2 separate regions of the Rattus norvegicus genome follow, and region 1 is linked to region 2. The links are chromatin contacts, called in public Hi-C maps. All regions are on one chromosome and are shown on one strand. The core of a region is the stretch at or near the end of the contact, and the rest is flanking DNA. Distances in the headings are between cores, read along the strand shown.

Region 1 (6,365 bases), core at 727-3,226, 44 kb after region 2:
TTAATTAGTTATTTAAAAATAAGTAACTCTTCATAATAAAAAAGAGGCTAGAGTCATAGTACTGCCCAGATAACCTTAGGACAACTGGTTAACCCACAAGAGCCTTAAATGTTAAAAATGTGTAGCTTGGGTCAGAGGGACGGGTCCTTGAGTAAAAGGCAGCTGTTAGCAAGCCTGATACCTGGATCCCACGGGGGGGGGGGGGGGGGCTCCTAAAGTCCTCTAACCATCACACACCTGTATGCACACGCACGAGGTTGTGAACACACACACACACAATACATCTAAAATAGGAGACTTTTAAAAAATCTAGCTAATCAAACTACTATGATGTCAGTGATCATCTATATGCACAAAGCTCCCAGCAAACACCTTGATGGTTAGTGGGTGCTCATCAGCACGAGTTACTGCCATTTATTAATTTTCCCAATTAAAAAAAAAGAAAAAAAGATGAAAATCCAAACCAGCTGTGAAATCAATATTCTCGGATTATGAAGACGTTAACGTTTACTCATTCCATAAATGTGTAGTGTGTAGTGTGGGTAGGCTGCATTCTTAACACTGAGGATAGATAGACCGAGGAATAGGACCTGGGCTCTGTTTTCCCAGGACTTTGCATCCTAGCAGCGGAAGAAGGCTGGTAGATGGAAAAAGCAAGCAGATGACTCCAGGCAGCTTTAAGCACTGTGAAGAGCTGCAAACAGTGCAGTGTGGAGTTGATGGGGAGAATGGACATTTAGTTTGGATGCACTGCAATCTGTCTGAAGGTCTCCGGCGGCCAAAAGGAGGTCCTCACCTTCTATGATGCTTTAAGGGTTGAGTGTGCATGACCTAAAGTCAGACCTATGCTTGCCCGTCTCTGAAACCATCTTTTGCAGGTACAGCGTAAATAAAATACAGTACCTAAAGGTCCTCATCCAGTAATCAGATTCCTAGGACACTGCGACATCCGAGGGGGCTCCAATGCCCCAGCCCAGTACCCAGAGACAAGGTGAGAAACAACTTTATGTCCCTCTCAGCTCCAACAGTCTGGGAGGCACAAGGCTGGTTAAGAAGTGTCTGAAAGACACAAGACAATGCCACGGGCGACGCCAGAGGCAGCAAACGCCCGCTGAGTGCTTGAAGCCCCAAGGGAAGGGTGCTCTCGGTCCCAGTTTAGACACGGTGGAGCGCTGTGACCTGGCTGGGGAGGCGGAAGAGCGAGGTGCCTGCACCGCCGGGCTCCAAGCTCTCGGATGTGGTAAAGCCTCCCTCCTGGCCCAATTAAACAGGTTTCCTGTGCCTCCCGCCCCGGCACCGCGCCAGGCTGTGCCCGGGACAGCTCCTCTGCGCGGCATCCTCATGCACCCGCACGCAGGCTCCTAAGATCCTCTCCTTCCCGGTCCATCCCCGCTAGGCTGTAACTCCAGGATGAGCAACGCCAGAGTGCTTCATCACAGAAAACTGGCCCTTACACCCACCGCAGGCGACCTCCTAGTCTCAGGTCTGCCCCGTGGACCGGGGCTTCCAGGGATCACCACAGACACACTCTGAACCCTAGAGAATGGCTGCATCCCCGAACCTTCCCGGAGCCCCCACTACACCTCAACCCCAGCCTGGCGGACGCCCTGTTGCTCACCTGAGTGTTCACTGCTGGAGACACTGCTCGGTTCCCCTGTGCCTGCTTCAGACCGGGAAGGACACAAACCCGGTTTCTCGGGTCCCAAGCAAGTCTCAGCCGACGGCAGTTCCAGAACCAGCCGCAGGAGACTGGGGCGCCGAGCGCTGCTTGTCGACAGATGGTGGGCGGGAGCCCGCGCCCCGCACCAGTTCTCCTGGTGCTGGGGTCCCTGGTCCCGTGCCACTGGCCAGTGTGCGATCCGGCGACCAGTTCTCAATACTTTGCCTAGAACTTTAGGGCGCGCGCTGCCGGGCAATTAGCTGAAGAGCTGGGGCGAGGGGAGGGAGCTAGGAGGAGGAGCCTGAGTTCTCCACGGGGCGGAACAATATGAAAAGGGCGGGGGGCAGCAGAGTGGCTCCCACTCCCACCAATCAGGAGTCATCCGGGAAAGGCGGTGAGGCGTTGGACTTGGAAGCTGCAGGCGGATTCCGTGACGCCAGCAAGGGTTCAGGGCGTGTGCAGGGGCGGAGGGTGATGGTAGGTGTGGCTGGGCGGGGCAGCGGCTCCCAGCATCCCAGGGCTGTGTGCGCCCCTAGGCTCTTAGTAAATATTTTTTGAATGACTTAGGAGGAAGTTGAGGTTCGCGCAGAAGGAGCTGTTTTAAGGAGAAGATTCCAGGGGACTCAAGTAGTCCAACGGACAATAATCACCTGAACACTGAAAAGGGCTGAGAATAAAGGAGAAATGTGTGTGAGCCAAGGGGGTTAGGCACAAGATGTCTAAAACTGGGTTCGGACACTAGGGACCTGGCCCCCCAGAAGCAGTTTTCTAGATTGGAGAGGGGTTACAGAGGAGACAGGAGGGGAGAAAGGTGTTGTTGTTGTTGTTTTTGTTTTTGTTGTTGTTGTTGTTGTTGTTGTTGTTGTTGTTGTTACAGTCCCGGTTCATGAACTAGAAAAGAAGACACAATGTAGTTACGAAACGCAGGAGCATCTGGCTAGAGGTCCAGGCCCATCCGACTTCACTGCCCACTTGCCAGAATCCTAGCTTGGACGCCAGTCACTGATAATTTGAGGTCAATTTGCAAATCGCACATGAGTCCAGCGCCGCAGGTGGCCCGGTGGGCAGAGAATGATAAATGCCAGGAACAGATGGGACCCTGCACCTGCGGTAAAGGCACACAGGGTTTCTGCCCTCTCAGAACCTACATTTTAGAGAGGGAGCAGACGATAAACCAAAGAGAGTATACATACATACATAATCAGGAAAACGTTGGTGAACTGTTAGCACGGAGACAGTGCCATGCAGAGAGCTTTGGAAGGAATGGGTGATGGGAGTAGCCCCTGAAGGCCTCTAGGAGGACTTCCCAAAGTCCTCCCAAAAGAGGAAGAACTCGGCAGCTCTCAGGCAGTAGGAACTGCGGATGGTAAGAATTAAACCCCTTTAAGATCCATCTGGCCTTCCTCACCGAACTGGGCATGCTGACTCCTTTGGTTCAGCTGACACTCTAGATGTTCCAGAATGCCAAGTACATAAACCAGCCGCCGGCTACCAACCGCCACTGACATTGCCAGTCTGACCCTGAATTAATGTGTCTGAGGCTCTTTCCCACATCTATATAAACCACGTTTCATTCACTACATTTGGATATTCACTTTCTGGAACCTTCCACGGATACACTCTCTGGGACTGTCTGCTTTGGCTCTGGCAGGTGGCCAGGGAAGTCTGGCTAAGGCAGATTCTCTAAATGTTGTGAGCCCCTAGCACTTGGTTGGTGATCTTAGTATGAATGGTGCTGGGCTTCCTAAACTGCTGCAAACAGGAAGGAGCACCAACTGAGGAGCAGGCCTGAGGCACCTTGCCCACGCCCAGCTCAGGTGCCTGAGTCACACTCCCTTCTAGTAACTCTTTCTTAAGACATCCTCTCTTCCTCTTTTCCTCTCCCCACTTCCCGATCATCTTGTTGCATCTGGGTTAGCTTTCCTACAGGAGACGGACCTTTTATCCCAAAGAAATGTCTTTACTGCAGGGGAAGTCAACCTTTGGACTTTGTAAACTATGTTTATCATCTGCAGAGTTCATACTCCAGATTACACAATTACAGAACTACATATACATATATTTGTGTGTGTGTGTGTGTGTGTGTGTGTGTGTTGAGCCTAATTCATAGCTACCCGGAACCCAACGAGGTCAGAGCCTGCACCAAATGGCCTGGTAGCCAAAGGTTGGACAGAAAGCTATGGTTTTCTTGTTTAAACTGACATCCTTTCCTTGGATTTTTCTTCTCTTTCTCCCAAGCTGATGGTGTGTTCCTGTCAGTACTGAAGGCAGTTAATAAGTCAGGATGAGAGATTTGTTCATATTCAAACCGCCTTGCCTCCCAGGAAGAGGAATCTCAGCGAGTCTTTTCAGTTTCACTTCCTCTTCTAAATAAACTTCCAGGCGCTCTGCTCCTACCAATCAAGAGGGGAAAGATTAAAGTTGAAACCCACGCAGAGTTAATTATCTTGCAAAAGCTCGTTACCATTCCTAAAATTAGCTCCCCCCTCCCCGCAATCTTATTTTAGCGCAATGATCTGAATGTACTAGGGAAAGATCAATGGTTGCCTCGTAAGTTTCTAGAGTCTTCTTCTCTGAAGAGCTGAACAAATGGCTGTTGATCTTTCCAGAGGCTCTACCCCCTTGCAGTGTTTTTCTACATTAGCTTAATGCTTTTCTTCTTTTACATTTATCAATTGTGTGTGTGTGTGTGTGTGTGTGTATGTGTGTACATGCCACTGCATATATGTGAAGGTCAGAGAACAACTTGAAGAAGTTGGTTCTCTCCTCCCACCATGCGGGTCCTGGGGATCAAGCTCACGCTTAGTGGCAAGTGTCTTTACCCCATGAGACTCTCCCTAGTCTGACTGAATCCTTTTAGCCTCTGAAGTTCCTAGGAGTTAAGCAGGGGCTGCCTGAACTTACATGTTTTTACAGTAAAGAAAGCAGTTATAATCGAGTGTAGGCAAGAGCTACATAGGCTCCTAGAAGGGGAGGCTTCTTGTCTTCCCATGATGCCTCCTGGTTAAGCAATCCCCTTTCCTACTGGGTGAAATGGAAATAGTCATTATGCTTATTGGGCTGCATGAATTGTTTTGTCTGAAAACAATTGCTACGTAGACTAAGACAGAGGAGTCCCCACCAACCTCAGTGTGATTGACATTTTGGGCCCAATAATTCTTTGTTTACGTGCAGGGATGTCCAGTGCCTGTCTATCCTACCCAGTTGTAGCAACCAAAAAAATCTCCAGCATTGTCCAAAGACCACTGGAGGGTTCTTAACCAAAAACTACCGGCCCAGCACATAGCCAGTGTCACCAATCAGGAGACAGCAGACGTTTTTACTTAGGGCTAGGATTCTGGGCAAATTTTGAACCTAGGGCAAATTTTGCTTCCCTAAACCTATTTGCATAATGGGAATCCTAGTAATACCATTTCTTGAGGCTGTCTAAGGATTAACTATGATTGTGTAAGAGCAATTTGTGTAGTGCCTTGGTGTGTATGCACTATAGAAATAGAGTTTCTGCTCTCACAGACCTCCTGTGGAGAAAAGGCATTGGCTCACAGTCTTCCTGTAGGGAGCAACCACTGTCCTGTATGAGCTCACTGTCTTCGGTGGGGAGCGAGCATTGGCCTGCATGCTTTATTTGCTGCTATTCTCTTCCCTGACTCATGGCAGACAACAGGAGTAAGCCAAAGCTGGTTCAATTAGGACTCAAAAGTCTTAACTCTGTTTTCTAGGAAGCTATTACTGACAGAACGGTGTGAGCATAAAAGATGGTGTTGGAGGACCATCCAGGGCTGAAGAACAGTGAGGCCAACCTGGTCTACATAGTGAGTCCAGGTGAGAACTTGTCTCCAAAATGAAAGAGGAGGAGGAGCAGGGGGAGGGAGAGGCGGGAGGGGGGAGAGGAGGGGAAGGGGAATGGGGAGTGGGAAGGAGGAGGAAAGAAAGAAAAGAGAATAGGAAAAAGTATGCCTTACTCATCTCCCCCCTTCAGTTTTTTCTTTTCCTTTTTTTTCGGAGGTGGGGACCGAACCCAGGGCCTTGCGCTTGCTAGTCAAGCGCTCTACCACTGAGCTAAATCCCCAACCCCCTTTTCTTTTTTTCTTTTTTTTTTCTTTTTCTTTTTTTTTTCCCCTTCAGTTTTATCTGAAAAATGTATTAAAGTGGTTTGTGCTGCATAGGATCACCTTAGAAGCTGTCGTTCAAGAGTGTTAGTAAGCGCACGACAAAGATTGTACAAGAATTCATCTGTCCCTTGATTAAATATAGATCGTGTACCACCTTTGTATAAAGGACCATTCTTAGCAGGCACTTTATGTCACACAAAAATGGGTCAGAGGTTGTTGCTGCCTCCAGTGTTTTCACAGACTCCTCCACAGGTCGGATCAAACACTGTATAAATAACTACAGAACAAGCCGCAAGAGCTCAGGTACAGGAGCTTGGAAGCTGCCCTAAGAGAGGCACCGAGAATGTGTTCAGAAAAAAAGATGAATTATTTTGAGAAGTAGAAGCAGAGAGTAGCTTCCGGAATGGCTTTGTTGACATTTTTAACTTTTGATTCAAAATCCATGTTTATTACAGTAAAGCTCTCCTTGTAAAGGAAGCTGCCACATTGTTAGAATTTCTGGTTTAAATCCAATTCCTGCTTAATGTACAGAGATATTATCTGTGAAACTTAAGGTCAAAGTTTATTTTAATTCTGAATGAGTCATTTTTTAA
Region 2 (6,093 bases), core at 1,002-3,501:
AGGGCTGAGCAAACACCAAGTGTTACCTCAGAATGGAGGACACATTTGTGACAGAAACCAACCCTAGGCTGGTCTCACCCAGCACCTCGAGTAAGGTCAGACACAAAGCCTGCATTCACCAGATGCTTGCTGGGGCATTCTGCATGCACCGGAGAGCCAGAGGATGAAAACAGTGACTTCAGATGTGGTTTAACGTGTCTTAAGTGGTGCGTTCAGATACAGTGAAACAATTCCTGGCAGCTGGGGGAAAACACAACCTGAAGGCACTCAGGATGTACGGATCATGGAGAGTTTCGATGCAAGTCTCCTCATCCACATGGTAGGATGCTCTGACTGTGGGCCCTCCATCAGCCTACAGGTCCTCAGAGCAGGGAACCCTACATCTGCTCCTATGTTCAGCCACACTTTCTGCACTTTGATATGTGGGCAGCAAAACTTCAACACTGTTTTTAGGCCACTGTCCTACTTTACCCACCTTTAGCCTGGCCACACGACTGCCTCCAGCACCACAGTGGCCAATGGCTCCCAGTAGTTCTTTGAAGTGACACCTGTCAGATACTTGGTGGCTTTTCAGATATGAATCTCCCAGGCTTGAGCCTCCTGATTTGCATGCCTTTGTAGAGTTTTCTGGCTAATTTGTGGTAGAACCCTTTGGATCTCGTCTTAGTGTTTTATTGCTGTGCACAGACAGCACGACGAAGGCAACGCTTATAAGGACATTTAACTGGGACTGGCTTACAGGTTCAGAGGTTCAGCCCATTATCATCAGGGCGGGAAGCATGACAGTGTCCAGGCAAACAGGAGAAGCTGAGAGTTCTACATATTGTTCTGAAGGCAAACTGGAGAAGACCGGCTTCCAGGGAGCTAGCATTGGGGTCTTAAAGCCCACGCCCACGATGACACACTTCCTCCAACATGGCCACATCTACTCCAACAAGGCCACACCTCCTAACAGTGCCACTCCCTGGGCCAAGCACATTCAAACCATCACATATAAAATAGTGCAGGGAGAGGAGAGACTGCACCCTTCTCTTCTCGAGGAAGAAGAGGGTCCGGTTATTGGGGCTTCCAGTCTTCCTGTGTTGTTACGGTGTTTTTACATCTTTGCTTTTAGCATCCTCAGTAGCCTCGGTAATTGACCAAAAGTTCCTTCAGCAGGGGGCGGGCTTGTTGGGTTAATAAGCACTTGTCTAGCACATGAGAGACCTGGATTCTAGCCCTAGTACTGAAAAGGGAGAAAATGTTCATTGTTCATAAGGTTCAAATCTAACTATTCAGAAACAAAGCAAGGCACAGACTATGTCTCAGACTGCGACACCATTGACTTTAAATATTTTTATTTCTTAGCACATCATGTCCTCCAGTTACTAAGGAGCAAAGTACCTTAAAACATAGCTTGAAACAACCCATTTTTACTTGGCTCATAACTTGAAGCTCAAGAATTCAGAAACAGCTGGGCTGGACAATGCTGAGTCAGGGTTTCCCACGAAACTATAACCCTTCTCCAGGCGTGGCTGGAGTCTTCTGCAGACTCAGGTGGATGGCTGGCTGAGACAGCTCCCTCACCCTTCTCCTTGATGATAGGAACTGAGACCTTAGCCGGGCTATGGGCTAAAGTGGCTACAAGCGGCGTCTCCTACACGGGCATCTCTTTGAGGGAAGTTATATTTCTCCATGTCAGCCAGCCTCCCCAGAGCTAGTGTCCCAAGAGCAGTAGGCAGAATCCACAGAACCTTTTACAAACCAGTCACACACAGCTATGCCTGTCATGCTCTCTCAGAGGCAACCGGAGTATACATGGGCTGCCTCTCGTCTAGGGAGGGGACTTCCAGGATTAGAAGTTTGGTTTCTAGAGCGGAGGATTAAGCCCAGAGCTTAAACATTCTCTATCACATGTCCTTTTACTTACCCGCTTCCCTACTATGGCTACTAAAAAAATACAATAAAATACCAGAGTATGTGAAGAGGTAAATTTCTCAGTTTTTTTTTAATATGAAGAGGTGGTTGGATAAAAACTTTAGTTGTATTTTAGCTGTGAGTTCCCATGAGGGAAATGATGCGAATGCTTTCTTTTAATTAAAAAGGCTAAGCTTAACTAAGAGATCTTTCTTTAAACAAAAGAACCAGAGAACAGTTGTAAGACTTTGGACTCTCAAGCAACAGAAGGCTTCATTTGCCTGTGTGGGCTACCTGTGTCCAAGGGAGCTCTCAAGGTACACAGGGCCCTCCTCTGCTCAGCTCCTGGATGCTCTCGCCTGCTCCGGGTTCAAGCGCTGTCAGCAAGTGTGAGGGGTGAGAGGCCAGAGGGAAAGGAATAGACTAGACTCCATCTCTGGGTTCAGCTTTGGGTCAGATTCCAAAGGTCTGTCTTCTTTCTCTTTTCCCTACCAAGCAACCGTCCTCTAAAACGGGCTCTTTGGTTTGTTCTCAGGATGAGAACAACAGCTCCTCCAATCACATCATGATCCCGCCATATCTTTAAGTCACCACAGCAAAGAGGACAGTCCTACACTACAGGACATTGGACCACCGACTCCTAGCAATGCCCGGGGATCTCCAGACAAAGCTGGAGATTGTCCAACCCTGAGATGGTCAAGCCATTGGAGGAGGGGCAGCCCATCCACGGTTGTTGGACTGAAGACCCCAAGGTCCCTTCAGAAGCTCCTGTGAGTCTGTGAAATGGAATTTAGAAAGTAAAAGCAGAACTGAGGCATGCGGGGTGTGACTGCTCACTATCCTCCTTCCAAAACTGAGTCAAAGCAGAGAACATGGGATTCCGGATGGTGAGTTCCAGGATGACTCCAATGTCTACAGATTTGTGGAGCTGTACTGGAAGCTCACGGAACTGGGGTTGCCTTCCCAGCTGATGCCTTTGCCCTCTGATGCTCCTAAGGACACACACTTGGGAAGTCACACACGCTCAGTTCACAGCAGAACTTTTGCACAGTGACTCACATGATATGACTCTCAAAGTCATATTTGAGCATACTGTTTTATTTCTAATGGTTGGAACACAAACCAAGAATAGAATTGTGTGAGAATTCTGAGTGCTTGTGAGAAAAACTCCAAGAAAACAGGAAACTTGGGACCTCAGTTTCTTCAAAACACAGAACTGTTCTCGGAATGTGTTTTTGTGCTCTTCCTGGTGTAGCAGACAGGAGTGAGTTTCCTTCAGCTGCTGTTATTCATGTGTCTCTACGGAAAAGCATGTTTTTGCCATATGTGGCCTGTCCCTGTGATTGAATACCTCATTCGTGTGATTCTTCTTAACCCTCAGAGTCTAAACTGCCTGATACTCTGAATACAGTTGGCTATTACACGAGACTTCAGTCCGTCTCATTTCCAGGTGCCGCTCACTCTGAAGTGGAAACTTAAGGATTCTTTGGAAAGTCAGTTGGATGGTGTTCTTCTGGGGCAAACACATGAAGGAACGTTTAGTTTAAGTGGACATAGGTGAAAAACTAAGGGAGACTCCTGGAGGAACATTTAGCTGAAGCAGACACAGGAGAGAGGAAGTCCTGCTAAAGCAAGCACATGAAAAAACACGTGAAAAAGGATTCTTCATTAATAACACGCATGTATTAGTCCGCCTTACACTGTATACTTGAGCTCCATTTGTTGGGACACCATAGAGAGAAACACACCAAAAGCCTTCTGGTGGTATGCTGCAGTTTCTTGACACTTCCTCAGACTCTGGCTGATTGGCAGAGTGATGTCAGCTGAGACAAGATATGTGCTAAGGCAAAAACACGTGGTATTTGGTGGATATAAACGGGACAGAGTGATGGAGACAGAGCTTGGCTTGCTGGTACAGCTAGCTGTGCAACACTTATGGGTCTTGTGTCTTCACCGATCTTTGCTTCCCTGAGAGAGGCACGGCAGAGAACTTCTCCTGGTGTTCCTTTGGCCCATCCTGCTGACTCGAGCTGAGGCTGAGGCCTGGCTGTCTCTGAGAAGTAGTGCCACCACTGGTGATTCGTGTTTGCTATCCCGACTCTATCCATGAAGTGTTTGTGAGTGGATCGAGCTGCTGCTGATGACCTGTGAACTGAACTGATGATTTCCAGACAGCACAAATGGAAGTTGCTCCAAAGAACCTTTCTAAGCAGGTCCACTTCCCCTGTGTCCTTTCTTTCCCACTACCTCTGGTGGATAGTGGGCTAAAAAGGAAATTAACACATTTTTGAAAAAATTAAAGTTACACTGCTCTCCTAAATTTATGCCACCAACTAGAGCAGTAAACATCTAACCACATAACTTCCCTCTCCACCCATGGAAGAGGGAAAGTATCTAAGAGTCACTGTTTCTGAGTAGATTGTAGAACACTGCCTAAAACTTTAACATTGATATAAGCTACATGGCCACTAGAGAAATGCCTCAGTGGTTACAAGCACTTCTACTGTTATAGCAAGGACCAAGTTCAGGTCACAGCATTCATGCCAGGCAGCTCACTATCACCTGTAGTTCCACTCCAGGGGACCTGATGCCCTTTTCTGGCCTCCATGAGTACACGCGCACACACATGCACACAAGCACACATGCACAAAGGTAAAAATAAATCATTTGTAAAAATAAGCTATACACTAAACTATGGCATGAACAGAATATATAGGTATATATAGCTACTATAAATGCATGTATATGTGTGTATATACATATGTCTATACATACACTTGTGCACATGTATATGTGTATATTTGTGTATCTGTGTATAAGTATATATCTATGCCTGCCTATATGGTTATATGTATGTTAATATGTACATATACATGTACATATGCATGTGTACATGAATGTGGATATAGGAACATACGAATGTGTGTGTGTGTGTGTGTGTGTGTGTGTGTGTGTGTGTGTGTGGTTACATGTTTCTCTTATACCAGATTATGGGATGGATGCTGATGATTCCACAGTATGCATACCTTCCCTCCATCAGTGTACTTCAAGATTAGGAGATTATATCAGAAATTGAACACTAAGAATAGTTGTCATTTAAAATCCAATTCTCAGTTCTAAATATTTTACTGAAAATAAAAATAAACAACTAGCTCTGAATAGCATATAGCAACTGACAGACCCTCAGAGAAACCCTGAGCTGAAGATGACAGCAGGACGGATTACAGGTCATAGCTTTCCTGAGGTTAGGCACACATACACACACACACACACACACACACACTCTTACACCACATACACACCACACATACCACACACCACATATACACACACACGCACACACACCACATACACACACACACACACACACACTCTCTTACACCACATACACACCACATATACACACACACGCACACACACCACATACACAACACACACACACACACACACACACACACACACACACACACACACACAGAGCTTTCTCTGGGCTGGGAGCACTGACCCAAAAAGAATGTCTTACAGGATGTAGTGGCACAGGCCTTTCATCCCAGCACTTGGGAAGCAGAGGCAGGTGGATTTCTGTGAGCTTGAGAGCAGCCTGGTCTATGGAGTGAGTTCCAGGACAGCCAGGGCTACCTAGAGAGATGCTGTGTCAAAATTCAACCATCCCCACCCCATTTCCCCACAAAGGGCTTAAAAGAAGAAGGAGAAGCTGGAGTTACTGTATTCAGCTATTTGGAGTATTGATGACAGAAGATGCCAGCTTCCTCTACTTCTGCACTGAAGAAATGGAACTCATCCTACTCAGAGGCAGGGTTTAGGCTTCCAGACAGCCATGAATGCCCCAGACTTAACTCATCACTAATAGAAGGACCCTCTCAACAAGTCAAAGACCACAGCTGAGTCACCGAAGAACCTTTCACAGACAAAATGATAATGAAGTTGTGACTTATGGCAGCAAAGGCGTGGTGCACTGGTGATCCTTACGAGCCCCTCTTCTGACCCTGAGGGACTGTCTATCATCCATCCTATGGGATGGACCGCCTCCATCTTTTCTTTTTGCAAATAACATCCCAGGATCTTAATTCTACCTCTGTACTGAATACATGCCCACCTGCTTGAATGTTGAGGATAGTCCTACTAAGAACCATTACCTCAGCCCTCAAGGATGCAGGAAGATGTTAAAAGCACCGC

What was found. A called contact is a pair of places that touch in the nucleus more often than the background predicts.
Region 1: a contact with region 2 is called in a Hi-C map of kidney, with 1.8 times the contacts expected there. The contact joins the promoter of Osbpl3 here to the enhancer-like site in region 2. A contact is called at or near these places in 2 of 12 Hi-C or Micro-C datasets (frontal cortex and kidney).

What each region holds. Positions count from the first base shown.
Region 1 is chr4:80,852,193-80,858,557 of GRCr8, forward strand. Osbpl3 (oxysterol binding protein-like 3) reads right to left here and starts at 1,977. Exons shown (of 24, transcript NM_001427811.1): 1 at 1,619-1,977. LOC120102268 (a long non-coding RNA gene) reads left to right here and starts at 2,022. Exons shown (of 4, transcript XR_005503558.2): 1 at 2,022-2,137; 2 at 5,380-5,482.
Region 2 is chr4:80,808,125-80,814,217 of GRCr8, forward strand. All of the region lies in intron 2 of Osbpl3 (oxysterol binding protein-like 3), which reads right to left. Among named protein-coding and RNA genes, the nearest start is that of Osbpl3, 43 kb to the right of the region's middle. Within about 2 kb of position 2,252, at least 1 of the 93 cell types and tissues checked has an H3K27ac peak or open chromatin away from gene starts, as enhancers often do. A contact at or near this core is called in kidney, where this site is marked.